2 separate regions of the Danio rerio genome follow, and region 1 is linked to region 2. Evidence: chromatin contacts called from public Hi-C data. All regions are on one chromosome and are shown on one strand. Each heading gives the region's core, a stretch centred on a gene start, on an enhancer-like site or on the middle of the called end of the contact. The rest is flanking DNA. Distances are from core to core; before and after follow the strand shown.

What was found. Hi-C and Micro-C count contacts between places; a contact is called where the count stands out from the background.
Region 1: a Hi-C map of an unstated tissue shows a contact between it and region 2, with 4 times the contacts expected there. The contact joins the promoter of syt19 here to the enhancer-like site in region 2.

Annotation. Positions count from the first base shown.
Region 1 is chr18:22,556,790-22,560,866 of GRCz12tu, forward strand. syt19 (synaptotagmin XIX) reads right to left here and starts at 2,659. Exons shown (of 7, transcript XM_073930316.1): 1 at 2,376-2,659; 2 at 1,944-2,124; 3 at 1,321-1,370; 4 at 690-1,097; 5 at 493-612; 6 at 307-418. The coding sequence starts at 2,100. si:dkey-12e7.4 reads right to left here. Exons shown (of 6, transcript NM_001144042.1): 6 at 3,903-4,077.
Region 2 is chr18:22,273,338-22,277,343 of GRCz12tu, forward strand. All of the region lies in intron 4 of pgpep1l (pyroglutamyl-peptidase I like), which reads left to right. The region is part of intron 20 of igf1ra (insulin-like growth factor 1a receptor); the gene reads right to left. Among named protein-coding and RNA genes, the nearest start is that of synm, 17 kb to the left of the region's middle. Within about 2 kb of position 2,339, at least 10 of the 62 cell types and tissues checked have an H3K27ac peak or open chromatin away from gene starts, as enhancers often do.

The DNA.
Region 1 (4,077 bases), core at 1,409-3,908, 280 kb after region 2:
CTACTGAATTTACCACAGGTGAACTCCAGTTAAGCTGCTGAAACAGCTCAAGAATGATCAGTGGAAACAGCATGTACCTGAGCTCAATTTAGAGCCTCATGCAAAGGATGTGAATACTGACGTACATGTAATTTTTCAGGGGTTTTGTTTTTAATAAATTTGCAACAATTAAAAAAAAAATCACATTGACATTATGGGGTATTGTGTGTAGATTTTTGAGGAAATAAATAAAATGAGTTCATTTTGGATCAAGGCTGTACCATAAAAAATATGGAAAAAGCGCACTGTATTTGTAAAATTCCTCACCTCTTTCAGTCTTATTATGATAGCAGACTGTGTGGATCTTCAACACTCCCACTTCCAGCCTCTGAGATGTAGGCATGTATTTAAGAGAAAGAAGGGCCTCGCCAACTATATCCTGCACAGAATATGTACCGTATACTGCTTATCATCTCATAATTTTTAAATGTCCTACACTGGGATAAAACTCACTTTTCTGGGTACTTGCAGATCCTGTCTTAACTCCAGAGGATAAGAGATCTTCAATGTGTTCAGAGAAGCACGGGTCTCTCCCAGAACTCCATGTCTTGAGTATTTATCAAAATCCCTAACCTGAAAAAGATTAATAATATTTATAAAAAGCAGAATTCTTTATATACATATGCTTGCTAAAAAGCCATGTCACATACCTCAAATCTAACAGTGACCCTTGATACTTCATCCTCAGCTAAAATGCAAGAGAACTGATCTCCAAACACAGGACAGCAGCTGTTTTTAACAATACGCGTCTGCCATTCGTGCAGCAAACACCGCATTGAGTTCTTCTCTTTATCTTCTCTCTCTGCCCACATTAAACGCACCCAGACAAAAGGGTCCACACTGTGACTGAAGTCTCTTACGGCCAGATCCTGGGCATCCAGTACTGTCACCACCATTTTGGACTGCAGCTGATCGTAGAACAGTGAAAATCGCAGAGATCCCTGGATGTGCTCCTCCTCCAGATCCTCCAAGCTTGCCAGGTCTAAATTGCTGCCCAGGTTAGTGCAAGATGAGCCGGGCGACAGTCTGTGGCTCAGTTCCTCATATTGAACCTTATTCTGATGGGCAGAGTGTGCATCAGGTGTCATTTTTCTTTTATTGGATGCTTTGAAATACAGACATACTGTTTGGCAACCTAAGCTAACCATCTGTGAAACGTGTTTTTCATCTATGTTGTTTGATCTTGGTTAGAGCAAGCAGTAAATACGGAAGTAAACACAGCACATATTAGGTGCATTCCAGGTAATGACGATTATGATGGCTTATGCAAATTATTCTTACCATAGCTTGTTTACCATTCTGAAAACCTCCTCTTTTAGCTGGCTGGCCATCTGTTAATAAAACATTCACAGGAATCAAATAGATCTTGATAGGTATTTTGCATAAACCCTATTAGCTTTGCTGCTAAACAATCTCATTGTTTAATTCATATAACATTGAAAAGGAAGTTATTTAATTAAATAAACATGTAAATTAATTGTCAGCATCTTTACTGCAAACTTTAGTGTCACATGATTATTCAGAAAACTTTTTAATATGCCGATTTGGTTCTAAAAGAAACATGTTTATTATCATTATCATTTTTTAAAATTCTTTAAATAGAAAGTTAAGAGGAATATTAAAAATATTATTTACAAATAATATTATTATTGTGATTATACATTATAAATAATTTAAATGTACATTTGATTACTTATTATCCATTTTTATTTCAAATTTGAATTGCTTTCCAAAACAATAAAACCATTTTACTGACATTTAATTGTTAGGGATATCATAAATAATATCAAACTTCCTATACAATACTGCATATTTAAGGCACATATTTTAAAAGGATTATTTCAAACAGCAGCTGTTCATAGTAATATATACTAATCAGTCAGTTAATTTGCAAGAAAACTTACCAGCTCTTTGCAAAACGCGAAACTGTGTACAGTAGCGGTAAATTTGCCATATCAAAAAGCCAAGGGCTGCAAGGAAAACCACAGCTGATATGGCCAAGATACTATACTCAACTTGCTCAGAGAATAGCAGTCGAAGACTCAAAGCCATAAACACCATATTGTCGTTCTGCCATGTACAACCCTGGAAATGAATGACATAAAGGTATTCCTGATATCCGTTATTCATATGTACAGAAAATCTGAATAAATGTACATTAATGTATACTATGTATAATGCACGTTGCATAATTTTTAAAAACACACTACATTTAGTATCTTGAGAACTAGTTACGACACTTTCCAAGAAAGACATATCTTTGTAGCTTAAGGCTTTAATAAACATCAATTTTAAAAAGGAAATCACAATTAAAAACACTAAGTTGAAAGCCCTACCTTTTCAAGCTTTAGTTTTCCACCTTTAGTTCCATTTTGTAAATAAACTATGACGGGAGCATATCCATATTCCTACATAGTTGACAGTGATCACCTGACAAATGATCAGCAAACACAAATGGCAAACCTGTTGGATCACTTGTTCATTCAGCTCTTATTAAACATGCTTGATCTTCACTGCCTTCAGGAACCTTTAACTAATACAAGATGTGTTTCAATGGCATATGTAGAACTGTTGGCTTTCTACTACTCCACTATGCAAATCGAATGTCCAGTGTATCACTGACTTGTAGCCAAATAGCCAGAGCTTGAAAGATTAGATATTTGCTCATGAAAAATAGTTTGAGTGTCAGTATGGGAGATGGGAGAACCTTCATTTTCCTCTTTAAAAAATTATATGCATAGGAATGTCATGAACTGTTTTATTGAAAAACTGTAGATAATTAGTTTATTTCTTATGATGGAATAATTTATAATAGTGCAACTGACACAACTGCACTATGCAATGAGAAATATAATATTAAAAATGAGACATACACTACCTAACAAAAGTCTTGCCATTGATCCCAGTTGTAAGAGCAACAAATAATAACTTCTAGTTGGATCATTTGGAAAAGTGGCAGAAGGTTGATTTTGTTTTTCAGATGAATCATCTGTTGAACTGCATCCCAATCATTACAAATACTGCAGAAGACCTGTTGGAACCAGCATGAGCCCAAGATTCTCATAGAAATCAGTCAAGTTTAGTGAAGGAAAAATCATGGTTTGGGGTTACATTGAGTATGGGGGCATGTGATAGATCTGCAGAGTGGATGGCAACATCAACAGCCTGAGGTATCAAGAAATTTGTGCTGCTCAAAACTACAGGAAAAGGCAAATTCTTCAGCAGGATAGCGCTCCTTCTCATACTTCAGCTTCAACATCGAAGTTCCTGAAAGCAAAGAAGGTCAAGGTGCTCCAGGATTGGCCAGCCCAGTCACCAGAATGAACATTATTGAGCATGTAGGCGGAAGATGATGGAGGAGGTATTGAAGATGAATCCAAAGAATCTTGATGAACACTGGGAGTCCTGCAAGAATGCTTTCTTTGCCATTCCAGATGACTTTATTAATAAGTTATGTGAGTCATTGCAGAGATGCATGGATGCAGTCATCCAAGCTCATGGGAGTCATACACAATATTAATTATTTTCCCACTGCACCATGACTTTATATTCTATACAGAACATTATTTCTGTTAAGTAACAAGACCTTTGTCCAAGCAAAGTCAGACCTTGCTGTCCTAATTTGATAATTAAATCAGGTCATGATCATATTTTATTTTGGTAAAATAGGCATGATTTGAGACCTTTGTCTTTCATATAAGCCACTTCTAACACCAAATGATCAACTACAAGTCAAGTTATTTGTTGTTCCTAAAACTTGAAAAGGTGATGACTTTTATCAGTTACATAATGAATATAACATTCAAAATGGTTTAGGATATAATACATTTTAACAATAAATGATCAGAAAGAAAACACATTTAACCTCAATACAACCTTTAATTCGAAAAGCTTGCACTTTAAGCATTACAAAACTATGAAAAAAATAAGTACTTTATTTTTGAGACAGCTTGTGACTATTAATACAAATAAAATCTAACAGAATAGTTTCTTTGGTTTTGCATTTAAAGACAAATAAGTGGAAAAACTACTTTCATA
Region 2 (4,006 bases), core at 1,089-3,588:
ACACAAAGAGCTGGTATAAACAGAGATTTTTATCCTGGTACATACACCGGTGTCGCAGGTCGGTGGCTGTCCAAGGTGCCCAGCTACAACTCGGGACACTTCATATTTCTGCTGTGCCACAGAGCACCATCTAATTAGTTTCCTTTTAAATAACATGATATTGTGCATGGGGCAGCGCAGCGGGTTGCGATGTTGTCTCACAGCAAGAAGGTCACTGGTTTGAGTCTCGGCTTGCTCAATTTGCATTTCTGTGTGGAGTTTGCGTGTTCTCCCCATGTTCGCATGGGTTTCCTCCAGGTGCTCCGGTTTCCAGCACAGTCCTAGTGAACTGGGTAGGCTAAATTGTCTGTAGTGTATGTGTGTGAATGAGATTGTATGGGTGTTTTCCTGAGATGGGTTGCAGCTGGAAGGGCATCTGCTGCATAAAACATATGCTTTGTAAATTAGCGGTTCATTCTGCTGTGGCGACTTCTGATTAATTGAGGGACTAAGCCAAAAAGAAAATGAATGAGAATGTGCGTGTCTGGTGTGCAATACCTGTAACTGTCATGAGCGCATCGTGGTGCGTCTGTTGTGCGATCCCCTTTTAGGAGTCAGTTCATTTTAGTAAATCACAAAAATTCAATGGAGCAAGAACACGTTACTCCTTTGAGCCATTTCAGTAGTAGACAATGTGATAAGGATATTCAGATTCTCTTGTTGTTTTTAGTGAATAAAAAAGATTAAACTACACTTTTGAGCCAGTTCATTTTCAGGAATACACAATCTAAACAGTGTTATCAGTTTCAAATCACTCTTTTGAGACAGTTCTTATTAGTAAATCAAATACACACAGTTCAAGTCATAATTATTAGCCCACCTTTGATTTTTTTTTCCTTTTTTAAATATTTCCCAAATGATGTTTAACAGAGCAAGGAATTATTCACACTGTCTGATGATATTTTTCCTTTTGGGGAAAGTCTTATTTGTTTTATTTTGACTAGAATAAAAGCAGTTTTTCATTTTTTAAAAACCATTTTAAGGTCAAAATTATTAGCCCCTTTAAGCTATATATTTTTTTCGATAGTCTACTGAACAAACCATCATTATACAATAACTTGCCTAATTATCCTAACCTGCCTAGTTAACCTAATTAAGACATTTAAAAGTCACATTAAGCTGTATAGAAGTGTCTTGAAAAATATCTAGTCAAATATTATTCACTGTCATCATGGCAAAGGTAAAATAAATCAGTTATTAGAAATGAGTTATTAAGAAATTAGTTTAAAAAAAATCTCTCTGTTAAACAAAAATTGGGGAAAAAAATAAACAGGGGGCTGATAATTCAAGGAGACTAATAATTCTGATGTAAACAGCATCTCCTTAGAGCCCAGTGTGACCAGTTAAAAAAACAGCAATGTTTTGGAGTCTGTATTGAAATATTATTAACTAAAACTACTCAGAATTGCTATTTGTAGTTTTGCAATAAATCTCAAATAAAGAAATAGCACTGAAAAACTTGAATGCAATTTAAAAGTGTTGCCTTGACCCTAGCTAAGGTTAGTATAATTATTAAAATGTCAAATTAAAGTTAAACAGAATCATTTAATAAAATAACAAAAGCTAAAGCATAACACCAAAATCAAAAAAGAAAACAAAAAAAAATTAAAATAAATGCATATTCAAAATGTTAAAGGGGCAAATTAGGTGACATTTCTCTCTTTATATAAATAATATGATCATTTAAAATGCAATTCATATTTTATAACATGTACAAATCTGATATACTGCAGTGCAAACAGCATTATAATGTCTATGAACTCCTGGTGTTTGGCACTCATCAACAGGTGGCAGTGTTCACTAGAGCTGGAGCAGAGCAGAGCAGATTGTTGTTGAAAACACAGCTTCTAGAACATTTTGTGGTTGGACAGTACACTACGCCAGCACTACTGTCCTAAACACTCCATAAACCTGTCTCATGTAAACAGCTGGGAACACACAAGCAGCAGCAAAAAAAGAAGAAAAAAATCCAAAACAAAAATAAAAATCACCAAACCCATTATCACAACAGTTTGGTGTGGTACTGTTCCACCACATCATGGTAAAATGCACAAACAAGCTAAGAATAGCGTCAGCTCTCACTGGCCCACTGAAATACATTTTCAGTGACCTCCAGCCGCAGGTTCAGAGTGGAGCTTCTCAGCACAAAACACACAGGCAAAGACATTCCACAGTATCAAATACTGCACCAGAGCTTTCTCTGACGAATGTTAGGCGCTAACGGAAAGTTACACTGTTCTGTGGGTTAACCTCCTCAGCCATTGCTTAAAAACAAAGTATTTTTTTTTTCTGGACAGAGGCCTGGCGTACGTGAGTAACCTGCCTGTTTTGCGTTGGTTGGAGCACAAATTCATAGCAGAGTCCATCTGTCATGACTCACTGAAGCAAATTCAATCCCAATCAGAAAACGTGATAAATCCTGCCCTGCTGTTTGCACTGATCTCTTTTCCAAAACCCACCGAGCTACTGTCCTGCCTTCTAAAGCAGATCCTGACTGAAAAGACAGCTCACAACTTACTGATATTCAGAGTGGAGTGATCTACACAAGTAAACATCTCCACAAATAGCACTTGTGGAAAACTGCATTCAATATCAATACCAAAAAAGTTTTACGTTAGCATGTTGCTAAGCTAAAGGTGCTAAAGGTGAGATATACAGCACTAGCCATAAAACAAACATCACCCTATTTTGACTACCTTTGGTACTTCTCTTATGTTTAATAATTCACATATTTCTTGATCATACATGTTATTTCATCAAGCTTGAATTCTCACAATGGTTTCTAGGACTGTCTGTTCTTTAAAAGATACAGTACGTGCAATGCTACTAACTTTAAACAGAAAATACATTTATAATACAAAAGATTTCTATTTAAAATGAATATAATACATTTTATTATAATAAATACATATTGTAATATTAATCCAATATAATACAATGTTTCACAGTACTGGCTTGGGGCTGGAAGGGCATCCGCTGTGCAAAACATGTACGGTAATAGTTGGCGGTTCATTCCGCTGTGGTGACCCCTGATAAATAAGGGACTATAAGCTAAAGAAAAATGAATAAATAAATAATACAATGTTAGAATGATTTCTGAATCTGTCATTATGGCTGCTGAAAATTGAGTTTTGCCAACACATAAATAAATAACATGTTAAAATACACTCACTTGCCACTTTATTAGGTACACCTTACTAGTACTAGGTTGAACCAATTTTGCTTTTAGAACTGCCTTAATTCTTTGTGGCATAGATTCAACAAGGTACTGGAAATATTCCTCAGAGATTTTGCTCCATATTGACGTGATAGCATCACGCAGTTGCTGCAGATTTCTCAGCTGCACAATCATGATGCGAATCACCAGTCCACATCCCAAAGGCGCTCTATTGGGTTGAGATCTGGTGACTGTGGAGTCCATTGGATTACAGTGAACTCATTGTCATATTCAAGAAACCAGTCTGAGATGATTTGCGCTTTATGACAAGGTGTGTTATCCTGCTGGAAGTAGCCATTAGAAGATGGGTACACTGTGGTCATAAAGGGATGGATATGGTCAGCAAAGATACTCAGGTAGGCTGTGGCGTGGACACGATGCTCAATTGGTACTAATTGGCCCAAAGTGTGCCAAGAAAATATCCTCCACACCCTTTCACCATCACCACCACCAGACTGAACCGTTGATACAAGGCAGGATGGATCTAAGCTTTCATGTTGCCAAATTTGGACCCGACCATCCGAATGTCACAGCAGAAACTGAGACTGATCAGACCAGGCAATGTTTTTCAAATCTTCTATTCTGCAATTTTGGTGAGCCTGTGCCTCCTCAGTTTCCTGTTCTTAGCTGACAGGAGTGGCACCCGGTGTGGTGTTCTGCTGCTGTAGCCCATCTGCCTCAAAGTGTTGTGTGCTCAGAGATGCTCTTCTGCATACCTTGGTTGTAACGAATGGTTATTTGAGTTACTGT